Linked DNA regions of Mus musculus: regions 2, 3 and 4 are each linked to region 1. Evidence: chromatin contacts called from public Hi-C, HiChIP or PLAC-seq and Micro-C data. All regions are on one chromosome and are shown on one strand. Each heading gives the region's core, a stretch centred on a gene start, on an enhancer-like site or on the middle of the called end of the contact. The rest is flanking DNA. Distances are from core to core; before and after follow the strand shown. Region 1 overlaps Dock4 (dedicator of cytokinesis 4). Region 2 overlaps Immp2l (IMP2 inner mitochondrial membrane peptidase-like (S. cerevisiae)). Region 3 overlaps Immp2l (IMP2 inner mitochondrial membrane peptidase-like (S. cerevisiae)). Region 4 holds the start of Lsmem1 (leucine-rich single-pass membrane protein 1).

Region 1 (3,483 bases), core at 703-3,202:
ACGTACGTTAGGATGTGCTTCGTGAGCCACAGTTACAAGAGATGCAGGTCCACGCTTTAGCCCTTTGAGCAACACCACTGCCGGAAACAGAGCTCTGAGAGCAGCAGATAACTCAAGGTGTCAGAGGCTCCTCAAAGCCACTGAGGGTTGGCTCTCGAGTCAGCTGAAACATTGATGTCATCGGGGAAGATTATAGAAAGCGGCCGAGTTAGCAGAGATCAGTGCAAGCGAAGGGCAGAGGCCAGTGGCCCATCAAGCAACAAGGGTTGAACATGGAGCCAGGAAGAAGATGGCATGCTCAAATTCTTCCGAGGGGCTTATTAGAAGGGACTGTTGTCTGACTGTATGGCAGAAGAACAGGGAAAGGAGGAGCCAACTAGAGGCAAATGATGTTGCTAGCAAACTGAAATGCTCAATATACTTATTATATGAAAGTGATTATTCAAATGCTTCAAATACCCACCAGTCTGTGTGGGCCTTGGAGGGACAGGGGGAGAGATAAGTTTCCCACTGTCCGACATGTTCTTGGCTTCTTTCCCACTGTCCAGGCTCCAGCTGCTAGGGGTGGGATTCACAGCTGGAAGGGAATAACACAGCTAAACACACAAGAGCCAGCTTTGCCTTTCAAATGCTTGAGATCTTAGGAGTCTGGCAGAATTATCCAGAACGTAGTCAAAAAGACCACAAAACCTTAAGCAGTAACCAAGCAGGACACTTCCCCAATATTAAACCTCTCTCTAATTGGTTACCTAACAGAGCTGACATTTAATTGAGTAACAGCAGGTCTCTTTATTTCCCTCAAGCTGTCAAACAGAACTGCAAATCTCTATGCCAGGGAGTAGCAACCTGCTGAGAATTCCAAATGTGTTTAGATGCTGAGAAATAGATGGAAAATATAGTCATCAGCCTATTTGTAGAAATGTCTGAACAAATGGCCATCTAAAGGAGGTGATGAGGCAAAGGGCACTCTCTTATTTCAACTGTGTGGCAGAAGTACCAAGGACAGGGTTGAGGGTGCCACACTGACCAGTCCTGTCAGGAAAGGATGAGTTCCAAATGGACAGATTACACTAAGTAAGTCCTGAGAAAACCACTTGGACTGCTGATAACGTCATTGTTACTTTGCAATCCATCTGCTCCAGGCATCACGGTGTAGGAATATAGACAGCTCTGCTAGGAAGCAGGGCAGGACACACAAGGTTATGAAACACTCCACAATGAAGTTTCTAATAGTAAAACCAGCGTTCCCGCTTGCTTCCCGTGCAGATACTGCCATCTGACGGACGCAGTGAGAATTGCCACGTTTTATTCCTCCAAGTTACTGCTTTGATTTAATGGGGTGGAAATATTTTAAACATTATTTTTTTTTCTCTATTTCTTTTATATTTGCTGGGTAGTTTTCTTTAGTAAAGTTGGTAAAAATAACAGCACATCCCTAGTTTCTCCTGGTGAAGATCAATGCTTGACTTACAACATTAAAGCTAATTCCATGCTTTAAAATAATTTTGGCTAGGCCCTCACTAATTTTCATCTCCCTTTGGGAAGTTTTAATGTTAATCTATCAGTGTACCAAAATGGTAATACAGCCTAGTTCTTAATGGGGGCAATTAAAGTGCACTTTACTGGGACATTTCATTAGTGAGTCTTGATTCATTAGCCTGCGAGACTGCTATTTTTGAGGCCTGACCCTGAGAGGCAAACGGGTGACTTTGCAAGTCCCTGCACCCACAGTGGAGGAAGCGACATTTAATCTGCTCTTCCTGGTCTGTGTGTTGCTAATTGGCTTCTTAGCTCTATGCATGCATTTGGTGTGTGCATCTTATTTGTGTGTGCTTGACCTTGAGGCGGGCCCCACTCCATTATGCGTCTGATCGCAATGCTTGCATGGCATTTAATGGTACAAGAGCCTGTGTGAGTGACCACCAACAACAGTTGAGCTGGCTGAATATGAGCTTTGTGAAGGAGACAATGGATGGGGTCTGTGGAATCAATCTGAGGAGTAGCTACTTTCATTGTGTGAACTAGTGGCTTAATTGGCAACTTTGCTTCAGGGAGAGCAGGCTTGGCCTGGGCTCGCTGAACAACAGAAAGCCATTACACAAAGGAGCTTCTAATTTGCTCAGAGCTTAGGAGTTTATGGAGAATGGATCATGATAAACTGCCTTTCACTAATTGCCTAAAGATCACACTCACCCTGATCATTAACAGTCTAGAGCTCTACCTGCCACACGGCACACAGAAGACTGGGGGAAATGAGGACACAACAAACCCTGACACATTCTAGGACCTACAAGGGGTGGATGACTGGTACCCACCTTTCTCAGGTGCAGAAAGGTTGGGGTCACTTCGAGGCAAGGCCCCATCTCCAATATGATTAAACAGCATCCTCTGGAAAGGGAGAAGAGTCCATTTTTATGATATAATATGCTGAGGTAGGATGCCTTTTAGAAAATGAGATGGTTATCTCCTTATGAAACTCTTTGCTCAAAACATTTTCTATATGGTATAATGAGCCTAGGAACAAATAATTAAACTCTATTTAAGGAGAAAAGGGGAAACAGAGTCTTAGGTTTTCTGAAAGAAACATAATAAGAAATGGTGTTTTACATTAAATATAAATGGTAAATAATTACTCATAATAAACATAGGGAAAATTAATAGTAAGAATTCGCTAGGTATGATGTTCTTTACAAGTGTATACTGCTAGACTGGCAGTATGACATGAATAAGAATGAAAGGAGAAATATTAATTTAAAAACCTACTATATAGACAAACTTATAGTTCAAATACTATAATAGACAAAAATGAGCTAATGAATATTCTATAATTTTAACCTACAAAATTACCAATATTACATAGCTCTACCTAACTCATGAAAAGAAAAAGTGGAAACCTACAGCATTATACATTATTATAATTTTGGTAACATATATACTGATTCAAATTTTACCCAAGACAGATAACTCAGGACTAATCAAGGAAGCCTTTCAGAGTTTCCCATGCTGGCACATGATCTCTTAGAGCAGATGAAACAAACTGAAATCCCCTTGCAATGCCAGTGACAACGGGAAATAAAATTGGTTAGCTGGTTCAGGCAAACGCACTCAGAAATCATTTCTGCAAGACATCAGTGCTGCGCAGAGGAGGTATCCTGGGCCTTTCGGGAAGATCACACAATCAGCAAAGATAAACCAATCAAGCCAAATCCCACTCGCTCTCATCCAATTCCAGATGCAGCTACAGACTTCTGCCAGGATGGTGTAGAAAAACAGAGAAATTAGCTGGAGCAGAAACAAGGAGTTTTCTCTGCTCTTAAAATTAGTCCCAAATAAACTGTGAAAAAAACTCAGGGATACAACACGAATCTTCAACTTCGTACCCACCCTCCAATGCACATACGTTGCCCCTGGACTGGGCCTGTGGCCCATGCTCACTCAGGTTTTTGAAAGCGAGGTTTGAGTGACCGGCGGAACCACATTCCC
Region 2 (3,483 bases), core at 471-2,970, 940 kb before region 1:
ACTGTAAAATGGGGCAGAAACACATTAAACATTCTTATCAACCTCAAGTCCAAATGGATTACAATTCAGAACATATGCACAATCAGTTATGCAAAATCGACTCAACAATTTCTCCAATAATTTCCTACTATTTGGGGAATACTTTATTCTTATATTTTTGAATATGTTAAACAGGGAGAACAGAAAGAAAATATTTCAATAATTTATTTCTGTTTGTTTGGCTAGAATAGCAGACCATGAAACCTTCACGGAACCTAATTAGCTCCTCTACACTAGGATTCCAAATCTCTTGGATGCAGCATGGGCTGACCAGATGGTGCAGTATAACATAATGCATTTGAAATAGAGGCTGGAGTTCAGGTCTGAAGGCCACAGGATGACAAGGGCAGATTGCACAGTGAAAGTGATACATTCAACTGGAAGGCCCTGGGCTGGCAATCGCTGCTCTACTCTTTGCCAAAGGGCAAGCCAAAGCCATCTACTTGAAGCCTGAGGCTCTACCTCTGTATGTGGCAATGGACTATGCTTTTAACCTCTTGAGGACCTGAGGAGACGTGACCATGGGAGTCCGAGAAAACACAAAACAAGTGAAAAAGCGTAGAAATCTGTCTCCAAATTATCTGTGTTTGGTTAGGCCAAAAGTTAGGCCTGTCCCCTAAAATGCATTGTGTACAAAGGCATCTTCTCAGAAATCTTCTTTTGTTCTTAATTAATGAGACTGACTGGTTCACAATCTGCCTTATGACTATGCCTGATGGAACTTAATGGGAGGAAAGCTTAATTGCAGAAAAGCAATGGAAGAAATTCATTAGAGAAGGCTTGAAACCTGAAAATTATAGGCAAAGCCAGCTACCCAAATGGAAATTGAGCCATTTAAGATGTCTTAATTAGATTTAAAACCAGAGCTTAGAGAAACTAAATTAGCTCGATGGAATCAGGTTTTTAAAAAATCTTAGATAAAATGCATAGCTATTATTGGATTACTCAAGGTAGTCAGGACGGTTTTGTACTGATAGTTCTAAACCCAGCATTTACAAGTAGTTACAGCAAGAAGACAAAGGGGGGTGGGGGGGGGGCAGTGCTAGCAGGACATTTTAATAGTATTGCTTTTATTCCTAACCTTACAGGAGAACAACTGCTCTCCTGCCAAGTGTCTTAAAGAAATGCAGAAAGAGATAAGGACGGAGAAGATTAGTTTCAGCTTTGCTGGAAAGGAAATATAAAACAAAACAAAGACTCCCATGTATTTTTCATCAGAGTTAGAAATTTACATGAAACGGTTGTGATTCCAAGTGATGATAACACTGTTAAGGAGAGAGCCAGTCAGGCCCTCAGCACACTATTGTATTTACAAGATAAGAATGAGGATTAGAGCTAAGAATAGAGGAAATGGCGGAAGAGTAAAGTGCCTTAGGGAAGTACCACCCTAGGCCTGCCTCCCATCAGTCTTGAGTACTGGGCATGATGCCTCTGACACAGTGTGGCTACTGCATCTTAGAACACCACATACACCATCTTCTTGCTTAATAGAATCAACATGAATGAAGAGGAAGCAAAAACAAGGACGGAAAATGCCAATTATACACTGCAAGAAGCGCGCTGTAAAAAGTCGAAAGCTACCGGAGGTGACAGAAGGGACATGAGCTTTGAAGAGGGGCTCGGGGAGAACGAGGTGTCTAGGCTGAGACCTGAAGCTGAAAGAAGGAGCAGCGAGCGACTCACTGGCAAGGAAAGAATATTCCAGGCTGAGCTTTCGTATGTGGTCCTGGTCAAGGAAGATAGCTCGGGCAGGGCAGGGGACAGGCAGCGGACAGGAGGAGAAGACGGTGAAAAGAGCTGCTCAGAGTAAGAGAACAGGAGGAGTTCACTAGCAAAGCCAGAGAGAGCAGGTGCAATGGCAAGCTTGGGCAGGTGAGAGAAGAACTATCAGAAGTCAGTTCTGTCCTGCCACCAGATCTCCAGGGATCAAACTCGGGTGGTCACAGCAAGCACTGTTGCCTGTGGAGACATCTTGCCAGCCTTAGACGGATATTTTTGAAAGATCATTCTCACTATGGAGACAAGCTGTGGAAAGAGAAGCCCTTGGATTCTCAATACTTACTTGGTAGGTGCTGTATTCATTAAGTATTCACATTGGGAAACACTTTTTTTAGGCATCTCTTAGTTGCCAGTTTCATTGAGCAAGAAAGAAATGCAAAGATCAATACGGCTTAGAGTCTGCTTTCAAGAAATGTAACAAATTAGGAGATAAATATGATTTATCAGAAACAAATATTTGTTTGTAGGTGTGTGTAACACGCTAAATAAAGGAGAAGACAGGGAAACTTTACAAGATTAACACCGAAAATTGGCCTGGCAAAGACATAAAAAGAAAATATTCCAGGCAGCAGCAATTAAAAAATATTGCAGAAGACTATGGGATAGAAGAGAAACTAAAGAAGTATGGTGACTCTTATACCAGAGTGGAAAGAGGAGACCAGGAAAGGTAGGTTGTGCTAAACAGGTGGGGGCACACTATGAGTTAAGTCCTTAACTTAGTCCTCAGAGCAGGACGTTTGCTGTTAAGTTACAGAGTTCTATTACATGCTGACTGAAGACACCTAAGAGCCCTGTACTTAGACAATTAAAACAAGTGTCCCAGAAAGAGAGGCCATGGGACCAGGGGTACCATTTTTTCTATTTCCTTACTTTGTCTGGGAAATAGACCACCTTCTGGTCCCTCTTTCTATGTGGCTCTTGTTGCTGTTGTTGAATGTTTCCTTTAATTTCATGGTAATTTCTTCTTAGCAGGCCCTGTCTCTATAGAAACACTAGAGCTCAACACAGTGGTCAAATACTTCATTCCAAACTGCTGTCTCATTTCATGAGTCCCTTCATGCTTCTATGTTCTGAAAAATGCTTTCTCTCTAACATTCATATGTTAAAATATTATCACTAGTATAATAATGTTAGCCCTTGACACACTGATGAGACGAAAAGGCTGGGTTATGGGGACAGGGCTCTATTATCATGTGAGGGGCATGATTTCTGTACCAGAGCCCTTAGGGACCTGCTTTACCCATTTTCCACCATGTGATGGTACAGTGCTATCTATGAACATCAATCAGCATCCTCTGTCTGCTGGCAGCTTAATGTAAGACATCCTTGCCGCAGTAACTGTGAGGAATACCTTTCATTGTTTATAGACCACCGAGGTATTAGTATTCTATTATAGTGGCCTGAACAGATGTGCCTCGTCCTGGGTAAGCTTTCTACTAACTAATATCATGACGAAGTGATTTGTGATCACAGCTTCTCTGGCTAGTAATATAGTCCTGATATTAAAAATATATAACCCTCCAACCTAATCATTTAACCTCAAGAAATATGAACACCCAAATCGTAAAAAGATTTGTCACTGATAATGTCGGCAGTCGTTTCTTAGAGCAGAGTGAGTCTGAGGCCAGCATCACTACCCTTCCTGTTCTGCTTCCCAGCTTCTCT
Region 3 (3,483 bases), core at 303-2,802, 890 kb before region 1:
CATGAAGCATCACGCACATGGTGGTACATAGATGTGCATTCAGCCAAAACACCCATGCACATAAAATAAAACCAAAAAGGAATAATTTTTAATAAGGGGTGATGGAATCTGCAGATGAGAATTCAATCAAGAGGAACCATTCTACCACCTTGAGTTATATTTAGGCAATGATAAGGTGTGAAAGAGGTATAGACATCAAAGGAGAAAAACTTCAGGGGCCCCAAGATGGGAGGATTCTGAAAACGGAAGACCAAGATCAGGTGAATCAGAGAAAACTTTGAGGGTGCTTTGAAGTCTAATAATAACAGGAAACCACAGAACTATTTCTTGCAGGAAATTGGAGCTGCTAGACTTGGGTAGATAGTAGGGGAGATTGTAGGCAGTAAAGAAGATTCCTATACAGTTATATTTGGGATGTGACTCTAAAGGAGGAAGACAGAAGAGTTTAGAGTGTTCATGGTAGAGGTTCTATCTTGCCTTTGTGGTGGGCTAAATTTGGAAGTAGTGAGACATTAAGAGACCTACTGAATTCTATCTTAATAATTGGGTGACTAGCCATGCCATTTACTGAAATGTGGTAATTTCAGACAAGACAAAAGCTGTCTGAAGGAATAGAGACAGTGTAGTAATTATGAGGAGCATAATAAACTTCCAACTATGATAAGTTTTAAAGCTGCAAATCTGAACACTAATGCACAAAAATAGCATTTAAAGACATGGGGCCAATTTTCTCAATGAGGGCTTTCAGTGAAAGGTCAGGACATAGCTGGGGGCATGACAGCATTGAGAGGCTTGGCAGCGGACAATGGAAATGTAGATCAAGCCTAGGAGAAATAGCTAGGTTTTCTGGGTTCCAGGAAACCAAGAAATGAAAGTCTTCAAATTATTTTAAAAAGGATGTGATCAACCACATCACATGTGCCAGGAGGTGGAGTAAGAAACACACAGAAGAGATCACTCACCAATGTGGATGACATGAACAAAACTCTGACAACACCTGAAGCAAATATGTGACTCTTTATCTTCTGAGACACATGAGAAGGAGAAAAGAAGATGTGAAGAAAAGCTCACTGCAGCTTCAGGAAAGTCACAGGTCTTACTCTAAGGTTGATCTCAGTGAGGGACACATGCACAAGTATGACACACAAGAGAATATGGCAAAGATACAAACTAACTATCTGGCACTTACACTGCATCAATCCAAACATAGATCTTAGAATGTGTCATTATATGATGGCCGTTTTATTACTGACTCTGGAGACAAAAGGGAATTTCGGTAAAGACTTCTAATTAATTATTCAACAAAGACTAGCCCAAGCCAAGTCTACAAATATACTGCTTTTACAGGCTGCTCCTGGAGGAACTTAACAACCCTCCTCTTGCTGCAAAACTGCCAAAAGCCTGATGATTAATACCAATTGCCCATTTGTTAAACAGTGCAAATCACCCTTTGTCATTTAAATTGAACTCAATTTGAATGTGCATAGGTTGCAAGTAGAGAGCGGAATCTGGAAGGCACACTTGGTCTTAAAACAGAATACATTAATCTTTGCTGGCAATGCTCCCGGTGAAACCACAGACCTTAGTGCTGGGCTTTGGGTGGGTCACGCCATGAGATTTCCAGTTGCTTTCTCCAAAGAGAGATGGCATGGCATGAAACAGGGCCCACATAAGCTTTAGAGAGAAGTGAGGTCTTGTGTTTTCAACCTTATGCTTGGCTTTGACTTGAGATATATTATACCAAGAGCAAGGCTAACTTCCAGAGCTCTGAAAGCTCCGCAATTCATAAGGGTGAACAGGGACTCATTCACACTCAATAATTCTTAACAGGCTTTTTAAATTACTCCATAAGATCAGCTTTTCATGAAACTGCAGACACTCAGACACATAGTTAGTTATTGGTGATTAAAAACAACAACAACAACAACAACAAAAGCCCCAGCAGCTCTTAAAGCCCCAAGTTTTTGTGGGAGAGTAGGCTCCTTTACACATAGTAAAGCCTAAGGTCTCCTTTGGCACTCTAGCAGGCACTTGGAAACTGCTTTTGCTAAAACACCGGATTACTACTCAGGACCAACAAGGCAACTGACACAGGATAAAGCTGGCATCTCTACCTTCATTTTGTATGTGTCCTCTTTATTATGTATGTCTTCTGCTTAGCCCTGTATCTAGACATGTTAATTATCCAAGGAGGTATCTTTCTGAAAACTCAAGGCACTTAACCTATCCCAAGCCCCTTCAAGGCTGAAGGCACAAGATAATAGTAACCAAGGCAGAAGCTAAGCCCATGAAGTCTCACCAACATGGCTACCTAAACCTGACAGAGCAAAGACAACACCAATAGACCTGCTAATGTGGAAGAAGGAAAGTTCATGAGGCCTCCACCCTAGACAAAGAACTATAGGTAGCTATAGAATGCTTACCCTGCCCCACACCCCCACCCCACTCCTAACCCCCAATAAAAGCCCTCCAATTAGTTATACAATACCAAGTAGTCATCCATAAAATTGTATATACACAAGTATCAGTATACAGATATTCAACAGGACACACACACACACACACACACACACACACACATACACGGGTGGGGGAGGGAGGGAATGATAGAGATTTACAATTATAGAAAAAGAAGCTATTAATTTAAGAGAGAAGTAGGGGGCTGGGTACACGGAAATGGTTGGAAAGAGGGAATGGCAAGGGGGAATAATAATATTGAAATATTAACGGTGAAATAGTTAGTACCAGGACACTCCAAGCCCTGGCCTAACTATGTGACCCTTGACCTGCATGGCCAGGCCAATGACTCTCAATCCCACAATACTCTTGGCTCAGTTCCCACCCTCACTAGTGTGATGTCATTTTCTGTATAAATTAGGAGATCACCCCCTCCTCTCTCTCTTCCTTCTCTCTCCCCTCTTTCTCTTTTTCTCTTCTCTGCCCTTCTACCTGCTTTGCTGCCCCTCTACTTCTGCACAATAAACCTCTCTTACTTGGAACCACCTTGGCCTGGTCTGCTGTTTGGTTTACCTTCTGAAAACATATAGATTAATATTATTTGATATTAATTAACACATCAGAAATAATATTTAACTTTCAAAGGAATTATGATTGCATCATTTCCCCCTTTTTTCTTCTAACCCCTTCCAGGTCCCCTTGAAACAAAGAGTAACCAAGGAATCTTACCATCTGCTTTTCCTAATGTCCAGTTCTAGAACCCTAAAAGATACCTAAAGGTCTATAGCCATTGTTCTCCATCCAGTTGTCACCTTGGACTCCAGAACTAGAAAGCCTTAGAGGACAGAGTACCCATCTGTGGTGGTTGGACTGAGATTGGATTCCATAAGTTCCAATATTTCCATGTTTAGTCCCTAGTTGATAAACTGTCAGGGAAAGATTAGGAAGTATACTCTTGCTGAAGTACGTGTGGCCACATTGGAGGAAGAAAGCCTCTAGGAATGGGCTTTGTGACTTCAAAAACCC
Region 4 (3,483 bases), core at 614-3,113, 640 kb after region 1:
GTATTTATTCCTATTTCCATCTTGTGGCATATTCCTATGCTTTTTTTTTTTTTTTTTTTTTTTTTTTTGTTTAGTTAGGGTTTGAGGAATGAGAAATAAGCACTTAACCCATGCTTGAGATTACAAAGATGGAAATCTTAAGAATTCATTGAGTAACTTCTGCTGGCAACGATTGCTAAGAACCTGATGTTTAAGAATTGAGTTGAAAGTAGTGCCAGCCAGCCAACCACTGATTCTCAGCCAAATTACTGTAGCACAAGAATTAATTTCAAAACAATAGACTCAACTCTATGATGGCTGGGAATTGACTGGATACCATGAGGGGCATTTGAAAGAAATGTAAGGCCCTAGACATGTTTTCTACTGATTCAAAAAGCAGCATTTCAGTATTAAGAGAGCCGTCATATTCTGGTCAAGTCGTTGTCTACGAGTCAAAGTAAAGCCAGGTGCCTTCAGACAGGTTTGATGGATGGACACATGCATGGGGTTGTCTCATCGCTGCCACTTTACCCTCCCTGGCAGTGGAGGCTGTTTCCCATCTCTGGAGGACTAGTACTTGAGGTTATAATGTTAGAAGAAGGGGAAAACAGCCATCAAAACTGAAGCAAGTACTTCTGAGATGATAGGGGATTTGGGACAGATTGGGTAGTTAGAAGAGTTTTGGTTTTTGACCTGCATGACTAGATGATGGGAACATCTTCATTTTTTCTGAGCTTAGTTTTAATACAGGTGACAGCACTTAATGATAAAGGTATCAAGTGCATGGTCTTCTTGGTTCTCAAGCTATGGGAAGACCAAAAAATGTGAGATTCCTGTTCTCTGACAGTATAATAATGTCCCTAAAGAACCGTGTAAGAGAAGCTGGAACACACAGAGCTATAGAATGAGCGGGCACTTGTGAGCGAAGGCAGATCTTAAACAACTGCAAGTCTGTTTTCATCCAAACTGTGTGTGATCTGGCACCCGGAGCTTGCAGGCCCCAGCTCTCACTGTAGTACCTATTGTGTACACCAGAGGGCAGAAACTGCCTGCCACTTGTGGAAAGGAAACAAGGCTGCTATTTCCAAAAGGCAGGTGCGCTTCTGAAGCCCATTTTGGATGGAATGCTGAAGTGTGCAATCTTTGCACCCACAGACACTTTTTGTAAAGCTAATTGAAAGCCCAGGAGTCCCCGGACCTGCTGCTATAGTTTAGATCTCTGAAGTCTCCTTAAAGAAAAGTGTAGAAGGCTTGCATGGTCACCAGCCTGGAACCGCTGGAGAATGGTGGATCTTTAGGTGTGAGGCTTGGTTGAAGACAAGTCTTTGGCCCTTTCCTCTCAAGCCTCTTCTTTCAGCTGTACCTGTTACCATGTTTTCTATTTCTGCAAGCCTAGATCAGAGGTCTGAAACGGGGGGCGGGGGGGGGGGCTAGTATAAAGCTGACTTATTTTGGATACAGGGATGGAAATCTAACACATCAGCCACTCCGCTAGTTGTGTTATCACAGCTATCCTCCCTGTTTACTGAGGTCTCTGCACACCAGATGTCCCAGTGGCAGCTCCTGCCTGCTGCAGGGTATTTATACACAGGAGCACAGCACAGCAGAAGCGCTAGCTAGGAAATGTGCTGTCAGACGATACAGCCACTTCCACTGAGTAAGGACTTTCAACTTGAGCTTCATATGAACCACATCAGTTACCAACTGAATCCAGGCTTGCCGGTCTGTTGTTTTAAAGCAAAGCTTCACCAATTCGTATCTTAAACTCGGACATGAGAGCGGAAGCCACTGCAGGGAATCTTGTTATCGCTTGGCTACATTTACACTAAATATAGACCACCAATTATGTGCTGGGTTTACGGGCCTCAGGGGAGCACTTGTGAGCAGCAGGAAGATTAAGAGCGAACTACAGAACTGGTAGAAAGTTTGGCTGTAGTTGTTCCTGAGTAGTTGTCTTTTCTAGGAAACCGAGCATTGGAGGCTCACGTCTTTGTAAGTAATTTGCATGCTATTTCTTACTGAGACCGAATGATGATTTTTGAGTCCTTGGGGTTTTGATTGCATGTATTCTGTGCTTTTCGACTGCTCATAGAAAAGATGTAGACTTGATTTTTAAAATTACCTCCTGACTTGGAGGCATGAACTCAGGAATGCCGTTCATACGTGGCCGTGGCTCACTCAAGGAAGCATCGTATTAAGCTTTGAGTTCAGCCTTCATTGGTAAACAATTCTGAGTTCGTAGCATACAATATGGTTTTCTGCTTTGATACCAATACCTGCAGGGAGAATGTACAATGAGTTTTTTTTTTTCAGAGACAATTTTTATTTGTTGAAGTGTCCTACTGGTAGAGAATCAAGCAATTATTAGATGATGAAAGGCTCAGCTGTTAGCAGTGATCAAGAACACGGGAAAATGAAACTACTTACGTGTCTGAGTTCCAGGATCAGAAAAGAATCTGCCCAGTGGAGCTCGGCAGGAAGGCCAAGTTAGTGCGACACGGAATAGGTAGTGACACTCTGCAGCGGCCTCGGTGGTTGTTTCTGAATGCCCTCATTTCAGCTTCCAAAGATAGCAAGGGCTGGTGTTGACAGCTGTGGGTTCTGGTTTTCAAGGTGTGTCCTTGTATCCGTTTACTGGCAGAGTCCCTCAGAAGCCACCTGCAGGCCCTTGGAGCCCATGAATCACACTGCCTTTTTTTCCTCTACTAGCTTGTCTTTCATTTTAACATGTCGCAACACTGAAAAGGCTTATTGAAAAAACATCTACCAACATTGTGAGCTCGCTGTAAAGATGTCTCCTTCTAGAGGACTCCATTATTTACTTGGTCTATTTTAGATTTAGAAAAAAAATCTTGAACAAATTTTATGACAGATTTTATTCTAAATTATGTGTGTGGGCGGGGCATGTTTATGCCACAACACTTACTTGGAGGTCAGAGGACAAGTTGCAGGAGTTGGTTCCCATCGAACAAAGGTGAAGGAGATTGAGTTCTGGCTACCAGGCTTAGTGCCATGTCTCCGTAGCTTAGCTATCTTGGCATCGCCTTCTTAGTCTGTGGCAAGCAAAGTTTAGTAACTGGACTATTACTTTAAAAGTAGGACCTTTTAGCAGTGACTTTTGTAGCTAGTCTTCCTCTCCTCCTCCTCCTCCTCCTCCTCCTCCTCCTCCTCCTCTTCTTCTCCTCCTCCTCCTCCTCCTCCTCCTCCTCCTCCTCCTCCTTCTTCTTCTTCTGCTCTCTCTCTCTCTCTCTCTCTCTCTCTCTCTCTCTCTCTCTCTCTCTCTCTCTCTCTCAACAGTAGTGACATTCCTGAGGGTGAAATAGCTATTAAGTCAGATTCAGAAATAAACTGTGTCTCTGTTACCATGCCCAAAATAGAAGCTGAGTTTGTAACAATGATCCTACCATGTGACCACATGCACCTATTTTTTTCCTGGTCCCCTCCACCCCCACAGAAAATGGTGTTTGGAATAATAAAGTATAAGCAGGTGATGAAGAAAGCACT

Evidence for each region. A called contact is a pair of places that touch in the nucleus more often than the background predicts. HiChIP or PLAC-seq counts read pairs in DNA pulled down with a chosen protein or histone mark.
Region 2: a Hi-C map of the N1E-115 cell line shows a contact between it and region 1, with 5 times the contacts expected there. The contact joins two enhancer-like sites. A contact is called at or near these places in 3 of 484 Hi-C or Micro-C datasets (the HPC-7 cell line, the N1E-115 cell line and palatal mesenchyme).
Region 3: a Micro-C map of embryonic stem cells shows a contact between it and region 1, with 4 times the contacts expected there. The contact joins two enhancer-like sites. A contact is called at or near these places in 1 of 484 Hi-C or Micro-C datasets (embryonic stem cells) and 9 of 115 datasets of contacts at active chromatin or transcription factors (astrocytes and embryonic stem cells).
Region 4: a contact with region 1 is called in an H3K27ac HiChIP or PLAC-seq map of embryonic stem cells, with 5 times the contacts expected there. The contact joins the promoter of Lsmem1 here to the enhancer-like site in region 1. A contact is called at or near these places in 11 of 39 promoter capture datasets (the HPC-7 cell line, cranial neural crest, embryonic stem cells and 5 more), 2 of 15 datasets of contacts at CTCF or cohesin (the NIH/3T3 cell line and large pre-B cells), 2 of 484 Hi-C or Micro-C datasets (bone marrow-derived macrophages and nephron progenitors), 2 of 115 datasets of contacts at active chromatin or transcription factors (embryonic basal ganglia and embryonic stem cells) and 4 of 9 other capture datasets (adipose tissue, embryonic stem cells, liver and 1 more).

What each region holds. Positions count from the first base shown.
Region 1 is chr12:40,835,535-40,839,017 of GRCm38.p6, reverse strand. It overlaps Dock4 (dedicator of cytokinesis 4), which reads right to left. Exons shown (of 53, transcript NM_172803.2): 50 at 2,316-2,388; 51 at 464-577. Among named protein-coding and RNA genes, the nearest start is that of Immp2l, 190 kb to the left of the region's middle. Within about 2 kb of position 1,952, at least 38 of the 459 cell types and tissues checked have an H3K27ac peak or open chromatin away from gene starts, as enhancers often do. A contact at or near this core is called in the N1E-115 cell line and embryonic stem cells, where this site is marked.
Region 2 is chr12:41,772,013-41,775,495 of GRCm38.p6, reverse strand. All of the region lies in intron 6 of Immp2l (IMP2 inner mitochondrial membrane peptidase-like (S. cerevisiae)), which reads right to left. Among named protein-coding and RNA genes, the nearest start is that of Gm40412, 170 kb to the right of the region's middle. Within about 2 kb of position 1,720, at least 2 of the 459 cell types and tissues checked have an H3K27ac peak or open chromatin away from gene starts, as enhancers often do. A contact at or near this core is called in the N1E-115 cell line, where this site is marked.
Region 3 is chr12:41,725,435-41,728,917 of GRCm38.p6, reverse strand. The region is part of intron 6 of Immp2l (IMP2 inner mitochondrial membrane peptidase-like (S. cerevisiae)); the gene reads right to left. Among named protein-coding and RNA genes, the nearest start is that of Gm40412, 120 kb to the right of the region's middle. Within about 2 kb of position 1,552, at least 29 of the 459 cell types and tissues checked have an H3K27ac peak or open chromatin away from gene starts, as enhancers often do. A contact at or near this core is called in embryonic stem cells, where this site is marked.
Region 4 is chr12:40,197,695-40,201,177 of GRCm38.p6, reverse strand. Lsmem1 (leucine-rich single-pass membrane protein 1) reads left to right here and starts at 1,863. Exons shown (of 4, transcript NM_001033437.2): 1 at 1,863-1,971.